Linked DNA regions of Hordeum vulgare: region 2 is linked to region 1. Evidence: chromatin contacts called from public Hi-C data. All regions are on one chromosome and are shown on one strand. The core of a region is the stretch at or near the end of the contact, and the rest is flanking DNA. Distances in the headings are between cores, read along the strand shown. Region 1 holds the start of LOC123413033 (brefeldin A-inhibited guanine nucleotide-exchange protein 1-like). Region 2 holds the start of LOC123409390 (bZIP transcription factor 50).

Region 1 (5,596 bases), core at 1,677-4,176:
CTTGTGCAATAGTTAGTGTCGTTGTTGATCCATCGGGGACACCTAAAGCAGTCTTAAGTAGTCCGTTGACAATCCTGTGAACAGCAGTGGAATTAAATTGCTTTGCTGTGAAATTAGAAAGAGAATGCCATATTTTTCCAGTAGAAATTGCACATCTAGAATTGTATCCTTTGTATACAAATGAATCTTATACTCCCTCCGTCCCAAAATAAATATCTTAAGCTTAATACAACTTTGTACTAGAGCTAATACAAAGTTGAGACAATTATTTTGGGATGGAGGGAGTATTTGGTAAGAAATTAAGAATACAAATGACTGTTCGCTATATTTGGTAAGAAATTAAGAATACAAATGAATCTTATTAACCAGCGCAAATCTTCATCAAGAATAAAACCAGCGTACCTTTCAAAAATGTTTGGTGCATCAACATCACAATCATAGTTCACAAAGATATCAATAATAACCTGAGGTTCTTTGCAAATCTTCTCCAGGAAGTTTAGAACTGTCATTTTTTGCAAAAAGCTAGGCTGAAGGACATTCTCAAGAACCCTTAGGACAAGCATAGGAAAAAATATTCCGATTTCCTCTTTCAAACCAGATCTAAACCTTAACAGAAGACCCATAAAAATGGAGCACAAAAGCTGGAAAACACTCATTGCTGACATGGCACTGTTCTTCAACAAGGATAAACAAAGGTACTGCTTAATTGCTTCAAGATACCTGAACAAGCAGAAGAAAAAACACTGATATTAGTAGGATGTCCATTCTGTTGAACCCCGTGCTCAATTCATTTGAAATGATCAAATGACTTAACCAGCTTCCATTAAGGAAATTTTGGTGCATGATTAGATGAAACATTTCGGTATGAATAAATAGTAAATTTTAGATTATTAATCAGCAGTAATGATGATTTTGTTAGTTTCAACTGACAAGTGGCATCATCAACCCCGCTCCATCACTGACTGTTATCAATGCATAGGCTATGTAACTATGATATTCGTTTCTCAGTTCTCACCCACCTGCTTGGTGTCCTTAACGACCTTTTGCATGCATTCTTTGTTGGGAGTACCACAACGAATTGAATTAGAAATTACTGCAATACAGGCTTGACACCGGATAATCCGATTCATTATTCATCAGTACTAACATGAGGTTCAGGCTTCAGTACAAAGGAACATCAAATATCAATACATGTTCATGAATTCCTCAATTATCTAGAGCTACAAATATATCATCCAAAGTTCCAAACACAAACAAATTCGCGGAACAAGTGCCAATGGTTTCTCCATCAGCCAAATCCTCATGTAACCAACCCATATGGCAGTTAGGAGTGTTCAACCATGATTTGAACACGAACAGTGGAAAAATCACCGATCAGTGTTGCAGTTCATTTTCTTTCGTTAACCTCATACAGCATGCGAGAGTCAGTAAAAATGACAAGTGGTTTTCACGGGTTGGATTAGAACCGTTTTTTGACACTGCTAATGGCAATCGATCGAGCAGATTACACGGACAGAGGTCATCTATATAGAAAAAATGGCAAGCTACTCTCCTGGATTTTTAACACTCTCACTGTTGGCAAGTAAAGTTTACTCCATTGTCCATTTTAACTCCCTCCCCTACCCCTATCATTTTGGTATGTTAGGACTCACTGGAACAATAATATTTATGGAAAGAGGGAATGCAATAAATTCTCATGTATATAATCAGAAGAAGCATAGCTATGTGTGCATACTTCTCATTTGTCTTCCAGAACGGTCCGGCATTGTCAACGACCATCCTAAGTAGCTCAAGTGATAACACCTTCCCCCGGAGAAGTACTGGATCATCCGGGTTATCCGGCGTGGCGAACTTCATGGACAGTTTGCAGAGGTTTTTGAACAACGCCAGTCCATCCTCCCTGATCCTGCTCATGCTCTCATCCTCGTCCGGCACATGCGCGGCCTCCTCTGGCGCGTCGCTCCCCTCCATCGCCTCATTTATGAACGTCTGCGCCGCCTGCACGACGCTGGAGTCGTTGAGGCTGCGGTCGGAGAGGTCCATCATGTCGGCAGCTGAGACGGTGCGCACGCGGACGTCCATGGCGTCCGCCTCCACGCGCGCGAACACGACGACCAGCACCTGCGCGAGCGCCAGCTTGGCGCAGAGCTGGTTCCCGCCGCTGGCGCTCCCGAGGTACAGGTTATAGCACGCCCTCACCATCTGGCCCAGGCACTCGCCGCGGACGGAGACCGAGGGGCAGCGCGCGAAGGCGACGAGCACCCGGAGCGCGGCGAGCTCGAGGGCGTCGTCGCCGAGGCCGCCGCAGGAGAGGACCGCGGCGAAGAGCCTGGAGACCGGCGAGGGGTCGGCGGGGGCGACGTCGCCGAGGAGGAGGCGGAGGGAGAGGAGGCTGGCGACGCAGTCGAGGGCGGGCTCGGCGACCTTGGGGGAGCCGGGATCGAGGGCGAGGAGGAGCGCCTGGAGCGCGGCCTCGGCGACGGGGGCGGGGAGGCCGGGGATGGGCGAGGCGGACGGCTCGGCGTCGGGGGCGGGGGCTGAGGAGGCGGCGGAGAGGAGGTCGATGGCGGACTTGCAGGCAGAGACGAGCGCCGAGTGCTTGCGCCAGGAGGAGTGCTTGATGACCTTGTCGAGGGCGCGGCCGAGCACGCGGCCGGCCGGGGAGGCGCCGCCGAGGGGATCGGCCTCGGCATCGCCCGCCGACGACGACATTAGGGCGGGGCGTGTCCGGCTAGGTGGACGGGCTCATCGGCGGTCGGTGGGGGTGGGAGATCTGGGGCTGGGAGTTGGTGCTCGCGCTGGGCTCTGCCGCTTCGCTGGTAGCTTCGGACTGGAGGGAGCGGGGAAACGAAAGGGAAAGGAACTCGCAGCGCAGCAGATCAGAGCACGGGAGCAGAGCAGTAAACCGCACGGGAGCTTCGGACGACCAAGCTTGGCAACCAACCAGAGACCTGAATCTGGTCTTCTTCTTCTTTTTCTTTTTTTTCTTTTGGTCTTCTGGTCTGACGGCCACGTACGCCATGAGTTTAGACCACTGTCTGTAAAAGAATATCCAAGTTCTTGCATTTCAACTGAGCAGTTTTTCATGATGATTTTTTTTTTCGAGAATACTCAAAGACGTATCTTATAGCCCTATAAAAGACAGATAAAAAGATTTTACAGGAACAAAGGTCACCCCTCAATGGTAACCTACACTCACTCCACTCCTAAACTGCTAGGCGGTCACTCACTAAACGTGGAGGCTCCCAATCTCCTAGCTCACACCCATAGTCTAAGGTCCTCAAAAATGGATCTCATTGGTCAAGCTCCCCGGCCCGGCCGATGACGTTGCCCATGGATCTCATTTTTCTTGAGCTTGATCGTGTCCCACACATTACAAATAGTACGTGAGTTAAAAGATCCTGGCATTATGTTGCTTTCAAAGCATCCAACATTCCAAGCCCAGGTCGGTATTGTTGGAAAACGTCGCATGGGAAACAAAAAAATTCTTACGCGCACGAAGACCTATCATGGTGATGTCCATCTACGAGAGGAGATTTCGATCTACGTATCCTTGTAGATCGCACAGCAGGAAGCGTTAAGAAACGCGGTTGATGTAGTGGAACGTCTTCACGTCCCTCGAACCGCCCCACGAACCGTCCCGCGATCCATCCCCCGATCCGTCCCGCGATCCGTCTCACGAACCGTCTTGCGATCCGTCTCATGACCCGTTCCGATCTAGTGCCGAACGGACGGCACCTCCGCGTTCAGCACACGTACAACTCGACGATGATCTCGGCCTTCTTGATCCAGCAAGCAAGACGGAGAAGTAGATGAGTTCTCCGGCAGCGTGACGATGCTCCGGTGGTGGTGAGGATCTATTCATGCAGGGCTCCGCCCGAGCTCCGCAGAAATACGATCTAGAGGAAGAACTATGGTGTCTAGATCTGAGTTGCACATGGCAAAAGTTGTCTCAAATCAGCCCTAAATCACCACTATATATAGGAGGGAGGGGGAAGAGGCCTGCCTTGAGGACCAAGTCCCAAGAGGGCGCCGGCCTGGAGGAGAGTAGGATTCCTACTCCAATCCTACTCAAAATAGGATTGGAAAGTGGAGTCCTTCTCTTCCTTCCCACCTCCCCTTTTTTTTCTTTCTTTCTTTGGTTTTCTCTTTATGGCGCCTAGGCCCTCTTGGGCTGTCCCACCAGCCCACTAAGGGTTGGTGCGCCACCCCTAGGGCCATTGGGCTTCCCCCGGGTGGGTTGCCCCCTCCCGGTGAACTTCTGGAACCCATTCGTCAGTCCCGGTACATTCCCGGTAATGCGTGAAAACCTTCCGGTAACCAAATGAAACCATCATATATATCAATCTTCGTTTCCTGACCATTCCGGAAACCCTCGTGACGTCTGTGATCTCATCCGGGACTCCAAACAACATTCGGTAACCACACATATAACTCAACTATACTAAAACATCATCGAACCTTAAGTGTGCAGACCCTGGGGGTTCAAGAACTATGCAGACATGCCCCGAGGTACTCCTCGGTCAATATCCAATAGCGGGACCTGGATGCCCATATTGGATCCTACATATTCTCTGAACATCTTATCGGTTGAACCTCAGTGTCAAGGATTCATATAATCCCGTATGTCATTTCCTTTGTCCTTCGGTATGTTACTTGCCCGAGATTCGATCATCAGTATCCGCATACCTATTTCGATCTCGTTATCAGCAAGTCTCTTTACTCGTTCCGTAATACAAGATCCAGCGACTTACACTTAGTCACATTGCTTGCAAGGCTTGTGTGTGATGTTGTATTACCGAGTGGGCCCTGAGATACCTCTCCGTCACACGAAGTGACAAATCCCAGTCTTGATCCATACTAACTCAACGGACACCTTCGGAGATACCCGTAGAGCACCTTTATAGTCACCCAGTTACATTGTGACGTTTGATACACACAAGGTATTCCTCCAGTGCCAGTGAGTTATATGATCTCATGGTCATAGGAACAAATACTTGACACGCAGAAAACAATAGCAATAAAATGACACGATCCATATGATACGTATATAATTTGGGTCTTGTCCATCACATGATTCTCCTAATGATGTGATCCCGTTATCAAGTGACAACGCTTGTCTATGGCCAGGAAACCTTGACCATCTTTGATCAACGAACTAGTCAACTAGAGGCTCACTAGGGACAGTGTGTTTGTCTATGTATCCACACATGTATTTGAGTTTCCAATCAATACAATTCTAGCATGGATAATAAACGATTATTATGAACAAAGAAATATAATAATAACCAATTTATTATTGCCTCTAGGGTATATTTCCAACAGTCTCCCACTTGCACTAGAGTCAATAATCTAGTTCACATCACCATGTGATTTCAACGAATCCAACACCCATCTAGTTCTGGGGTGTGATCACGTTTTGCTCGTGAGAGAGGTTTTAGTCAACGGTTCTGAATCTTTCAGATCCCTGTGTGTTTTACAAATCTTTATGTCATCTTATAGAAGCTGCTACTATGTGCTATTCCGAAATACTCCAAATATCTACTCTACTATACGAATCCGTTTTACTACTCATAGTTATTCGGATTAGTGTCAA
Region 2 (5,076 bases), core at 316-2,815, 160 kb after region 1:
CGATCAGACCATCTTGCAAGATTATAGCAATCCAGGTTCATTTCATGCAAACTCTATGTGAACCCATCCAGCTCACTAAGTTAAGCCATTATTTGTAATCAGTGGAAACGATCCAATGTCACCAACGGTAGAGATTTTCTGAGTGCAAGAGGGTTGCATAACTCAATAAGCTTGAATGTATCATATCGATGATTTCAAGTTAGAACATTAGATATACTTGCAGTATAGGAAGTAATGCACTAGTTATTTGTCAGCATGTTTGAGCAATGAAAACCAATTAGTAAGAGAATTTCGTTCATTCAGCTTATGGTGAAGTATATATGTTTGATGCATCTTACCCATAAGTACGGCAGACTCCTGCATGACTGTGTGAGCACCAATAGGCCTATCCTTCAACATGTTCTGGCGCAGTGCCATGTTCTCAGCTGCGCAGCACTGAAGTGCGTAGCTGAGGCGGCGACACTCCGCCTCGAGATACTTGCTCTTCGTCTCCAAGTCCTTAACATATGACTTTTTCCTCTCCCTCGACTTCATGGCAGAATCCCTATTCCTCATTTGCCTGACAAATGAACAAACACCCAACTTGTATGAGGCTATACGGCCCAAATAGCCTTGCAATTGAGAACACAAACGTTCCTACTTAAACAATAATACTGGATACTTGTCATCTGGTTAAGATTTTTTTTGACTCTAAGACGAATCTTTCAGCAAGAGAAAATAACATTCCGTTTAACCAAGAGATGTACCAAATGTGACTCTTTTTAGCCAAGGTCAAACTCCACATGACAACGGACAAGTTATGCAATTATAAAGTTGTAGTGCCCTCATTTAATTAAAATTTCTTCCAATGAATAACATTCACCATACAGAACAACACATCTGAAAGCTTAAGAGATATCCTAAAAAAAACTTATAGTTTGTTGTACAATTTTGTGCATTTTAGTACTACTCCGAATTAGGTTAATTATGACAAGGACCCTCCAGATAATTGATCCTTAAGCTGGATGTAAATTCGTAAGTTCTACGGGCAAACAAGATGACAGACGATATATCGTGCGACAAATAACAAAATTTGGCATACCTCCTCTTCTTTTTGCTGATGGGATCATCGCCATCAACCTCCGTCTCCGGCGTCACCACCTCCACCCCCTCTTCATCCCCCCTCCTAGAGTCCCCATCAGTGCTGCCCCCAGCCTCAGCCTCACTCCCGTTCCCCTTCTCGCCCCCCTCCTCCGCACCGTCGAACAGGGCGTCGATGAACTCATCCACGCTGATCCCGTCCACCGGCTCCACCCCCGCCGCCTCCTCCTCCTGCATCAGAAACCTCTCGATCTCCGACAGCGCCTCCTCGCCGGCGGGGCTGGACCGGGAGGTCACCGACTCCGGCGACCCCGCCTCCGCATCGAGATGCGGAGGCGGGGCGAGGAGCTCGGAGACTGCGGAATCGGCGGCGAAGGTGGCGAGGAGGGCGTCCAGGTCGAGGTCGGCGTCCATGGGGTGGGGTGGGGTGAGGTGCTATTTTGTCACGGTCTCTGGTTGCCGGTTGTTATATAGCGGACGCTTGTGCTTCGGTTATTTTGCTTCGTGGGGAAGGAGGAGGATGGTTCGTGGAAGTCGACGGTGAGGGGTACAGCACAGAGGGGTTGAGTGGGGCCCACGCGGAGCGGTGCCGTGGCCTGGCCAATCGGAGGGACCGGAGGCGCCACGTTGGCTCGTTGGGTTTTCGTGGGGGCTTTGGGCCGGTCTTGCTGCGTTGGGCTGCTGCCTGCTGAGATGGACTTTGAAAGGACTAGTAACTGCACGTGTTCACAAATATGAAGTTTAAGTAAGTATAAAAATTTGAAATCATATTATTCGATGACCGCCTTATTATCTCTAAAGAAAAGAGGAAAAGGGGAATACAAACCTATCAATTATCTTTTGTGGATGTCATGTGAAGTTCGAGCACAACAAGTAGAAATCACAATTGTATAGGTACATGTTAGAGATGAAGGACAGCCGACTGGATGAACAACTTCTTAATAAAGAAGATAATGTCATAGCCTATTTAATCTATTTTATTGTAAAAATGGAATCAAACATCCGATGAAGATTTCGTAATGTCTAATTTTCTTGGATGATCTTGGAAGGTACATATAAACATTGTCCAAGTGAACATGGTGGAGATACAAACTTGGAGCGAAGATACAAAAAACAAATCAGTCTTGAAAAAAAAAAAAGTTCCTTCTTGGATTCATGCTGCTTTTCATCTTTGCAAGTTGAAGAACTGATGATGGCGGCAAGGCCACCCATGGGAGTTACAGCGGACACCGCCTACGAGCTGGAAGGGTATATCGATAACGACGACAGTGCCGCCCCACTCACTTTCTTACAGCTTATCCTAAAGTAGAACTACGGTTCAGAGATATTCCTATTACGTATATTGTTGTAGAACATGTCGAAGCCAAAAACAAATCAATAAAGCATTAGATTCATAATGAGAAAATACAGAGGGAATTTAAATTTTATAAACCAGCTTAGTTCTGGCAAGATTAAACATGAGCTAAAGATGTCACCATGGTATCAACATATTAGCACCGGAGAAAGTGTACTACTATTGTAGGATGGTAAATTGTACAATAAGTAATGACGTGAGCAGATTAGTGGCTATAAGAATTTCTAGATCATAGTGGGCACGCGTTGTTGTGCCCGTCCATTTTCACAATAAGAAAGGTAGGTGATTTAAGAAATATATAGCACTGTGAAATGTAAGTTACATAAGAAAATTTGAAGATACAATGTGCAAAGTGGATATAAATATTCATTCATAATAAATACAATTATGTTTATAGAATGGTTCGAGATAAACTGAGAACATGTAATTTATAATGACATGACCAAGAAAAAACATTGTACCTCAAGGTTAGTACTTTAGCCATTCTCTAGGGGCAACATAGCACAGATAGGCAAGGAAGCTTATCAAGCGTAAAGCATCGTGGTGTGACACTTGAGAACCCTAGGGGTTTTGTCTTCAGCGTTCAACCATGTAACTCACTTTGATATTCAATAAAATGTGTCACAAGTCATTTCCATTTTAAAAAATAGGTTGCAAACTTATGGGTGAAAAATACAGGGAAGTTGTCCAACGCCTTTCCTCCTCTCCTTGATTGTAATGCTTTGGGAATCTATGCCCGTCTATGTCCAAACTGGGTAGTCAGCTGCTATAGCATTTGCAAGGCCTCCCACACAAGCGCTGCACCAATAACATAAGGTGCGTTTGTGCCCATCCATCACGTAGAAAGAACAATATAAATATTTGAGGAAAAAATGAAGTGTGAAAACATCAGATAAGGTTCAAAAACTGGGAATTAGTACTATGCATATCTTAATAAGAGGATAACTAAATACTTAGACAAGAACGAATACTACTAACTTGTTTTTTGGTTCTAGAATGATTTAGATGACAACTACAGGCAAAAGAAAAAAATTCTTAATGCTAGGAAGCTTTCATTATTTCTCAAATATCAAGCCGGGTCAGCTGCAACATATTATTAACTTTGAGTTCAACAATATATATTAAATGCCAATACTAACAACTGGCCAAAGAGGCATGCTATGTGTTATAGACCTGAATCCAACTTAACATCTATTATATACACTGAATCGTCAACATCCGCATTGGAAAACAAAAAAATGAAAAATATATACAAGCTAATGGAGAACAGTAAGAGGCACCGTTTAAAAAAGGAACAGCAGGAAGGCCCCAGGTTTGCTTATGTGGATAATAATCTGTAACTGGAAATAAGAAAAACTCATCATCGTGAACCTGAACTGAACTATTTACACAATCATGTTTCTTCAATCGGAAAAACTCATGGCAAACACTTATTAACTGAAACAGAAAGAATATTATGTAAAAGAAAAATCAGGTTTAACAATAGCCAATTTTGTTAGAAGAAGTTGAGGAAACAGAGGAGTGTTCATTGCTGTCTAAACAATCAAGCTTGGACCCAGTGTTTCAATCAACAAATTCAAACGTAGTAAATAGGAGCTCACTTCGTTCACCACAAACAGCTGGTTGATCTTCCAGCAAATGTTCTGCTGGCTAAAATAAATTTTCTGGATGACGAGGCAATCAGCAGCTTGATCCCCAAATTCCTGCAAGAACAAGAACTCTACAATTCAGTACCAGATTGTACCTTCAACTGATTGAAGGCTGATGTAGAGAGCCAAGATTTACTCAACAATACACATGTTATGGAATAGCTATATCTCGTATTCGAATTTCACACCTCAATATTTCTCTGAAATACAACCATAAAAAATATCAAGTCAACGTATCTTATCAAATCTGAAATTTACAGCATGAAAATACTACTATGATCTATATTTAAAAAGCCAAAGTGTCTTGTCAAATTTACAATTTACAGCATTAAAAGACCACTAATATCACTCTAGTAAATGTGCACGTGCAATGCACGATCTCTACCAGCAGTATCATGTTGCAATAGTATAATAACCTTCGCCCTTTCACTAAAGCGATTTACAAGGGTCAATGGTAGAAACATACTAGCATCCGGCAATGTCACAAACCCTGGCGTGGCCTTATAGCACTACCAACATGCATTACCATATCTCTACACATGTTGCTACATATGTCCATAGCGGAGTTATGCCCTTCTCCTTACCATGCAGCCACTTTTGTCATGTGATAATAATGTGATGTGCTTCTTCTCAACCCGTGGGCCATAGACAGTTAAATCGCAGCAAACAATAATTATAGCTAAGTGTTGGACGCAAGTGAACTAAATTCAGAAGGCTTGAACAAATTCATTAAAACGTTCAAGTGCAAAAAAATCTAGCATCAGAAGATGAAATGCATAGTAAAGCATTAAAATCATAATAAAATAACATGAATTCAACTACCTTCAGGATTCCATATAAAGGTTGCTTAATGGACATGATGCAACAGAAAAATGGCAAGCAAACAATATCAGTTCATATGGAAATGGTTACCATAACGAATCACGGAAAAGGAGTTCCTTTTTGAGGTACCAATTTGCACTTTATTGAAAGATAAGAAAGGACAACACCGCA

What was found. A called contact is a pair of places that touch in the nucleus more often than the background predicts.
Region 2: a contact with region 1 is called in a Hi-C map of leaf, with 3 times the contacts expected there. The contact joins the promoter of LOC123409390 here to the promoter of LOC123413033 in region 1. A contact is called at or near these places in 2 of 6 Hi-C or Micro-C datasets (leaf and seedling) and 1 of 1 datasets of contacts at active chromatin or transcription factors (embryo).

The regions. Positions count from the first base shown.
Region 1 is chr7H:548,242,676-548,248,271 of MorexV3_pseudomolecules_assembly, forward strand. LOC123413033 (brefeldin A-inhibited guanine nucleotide-exchange protein 1-like) reads right to left here and starts at 2,927. Exons shown (of 12, transcript XR_006613664.1): 1 at 1,736-2,927; 2 at 403-720; 3 at 1-74.
Region 2 is chr7H:548,399,636-548,404,711 of MorexV3_pseudomolecules_assembly, forward strand. LOC123409390 (bZIP transcription factor 50) reads right to left here and starts at 1,566. Exons shown (of 3, transcript XM_045102312.1): 1 at 1,082-1,566; 2 at 339-559. The coding sequence starts at 1,494.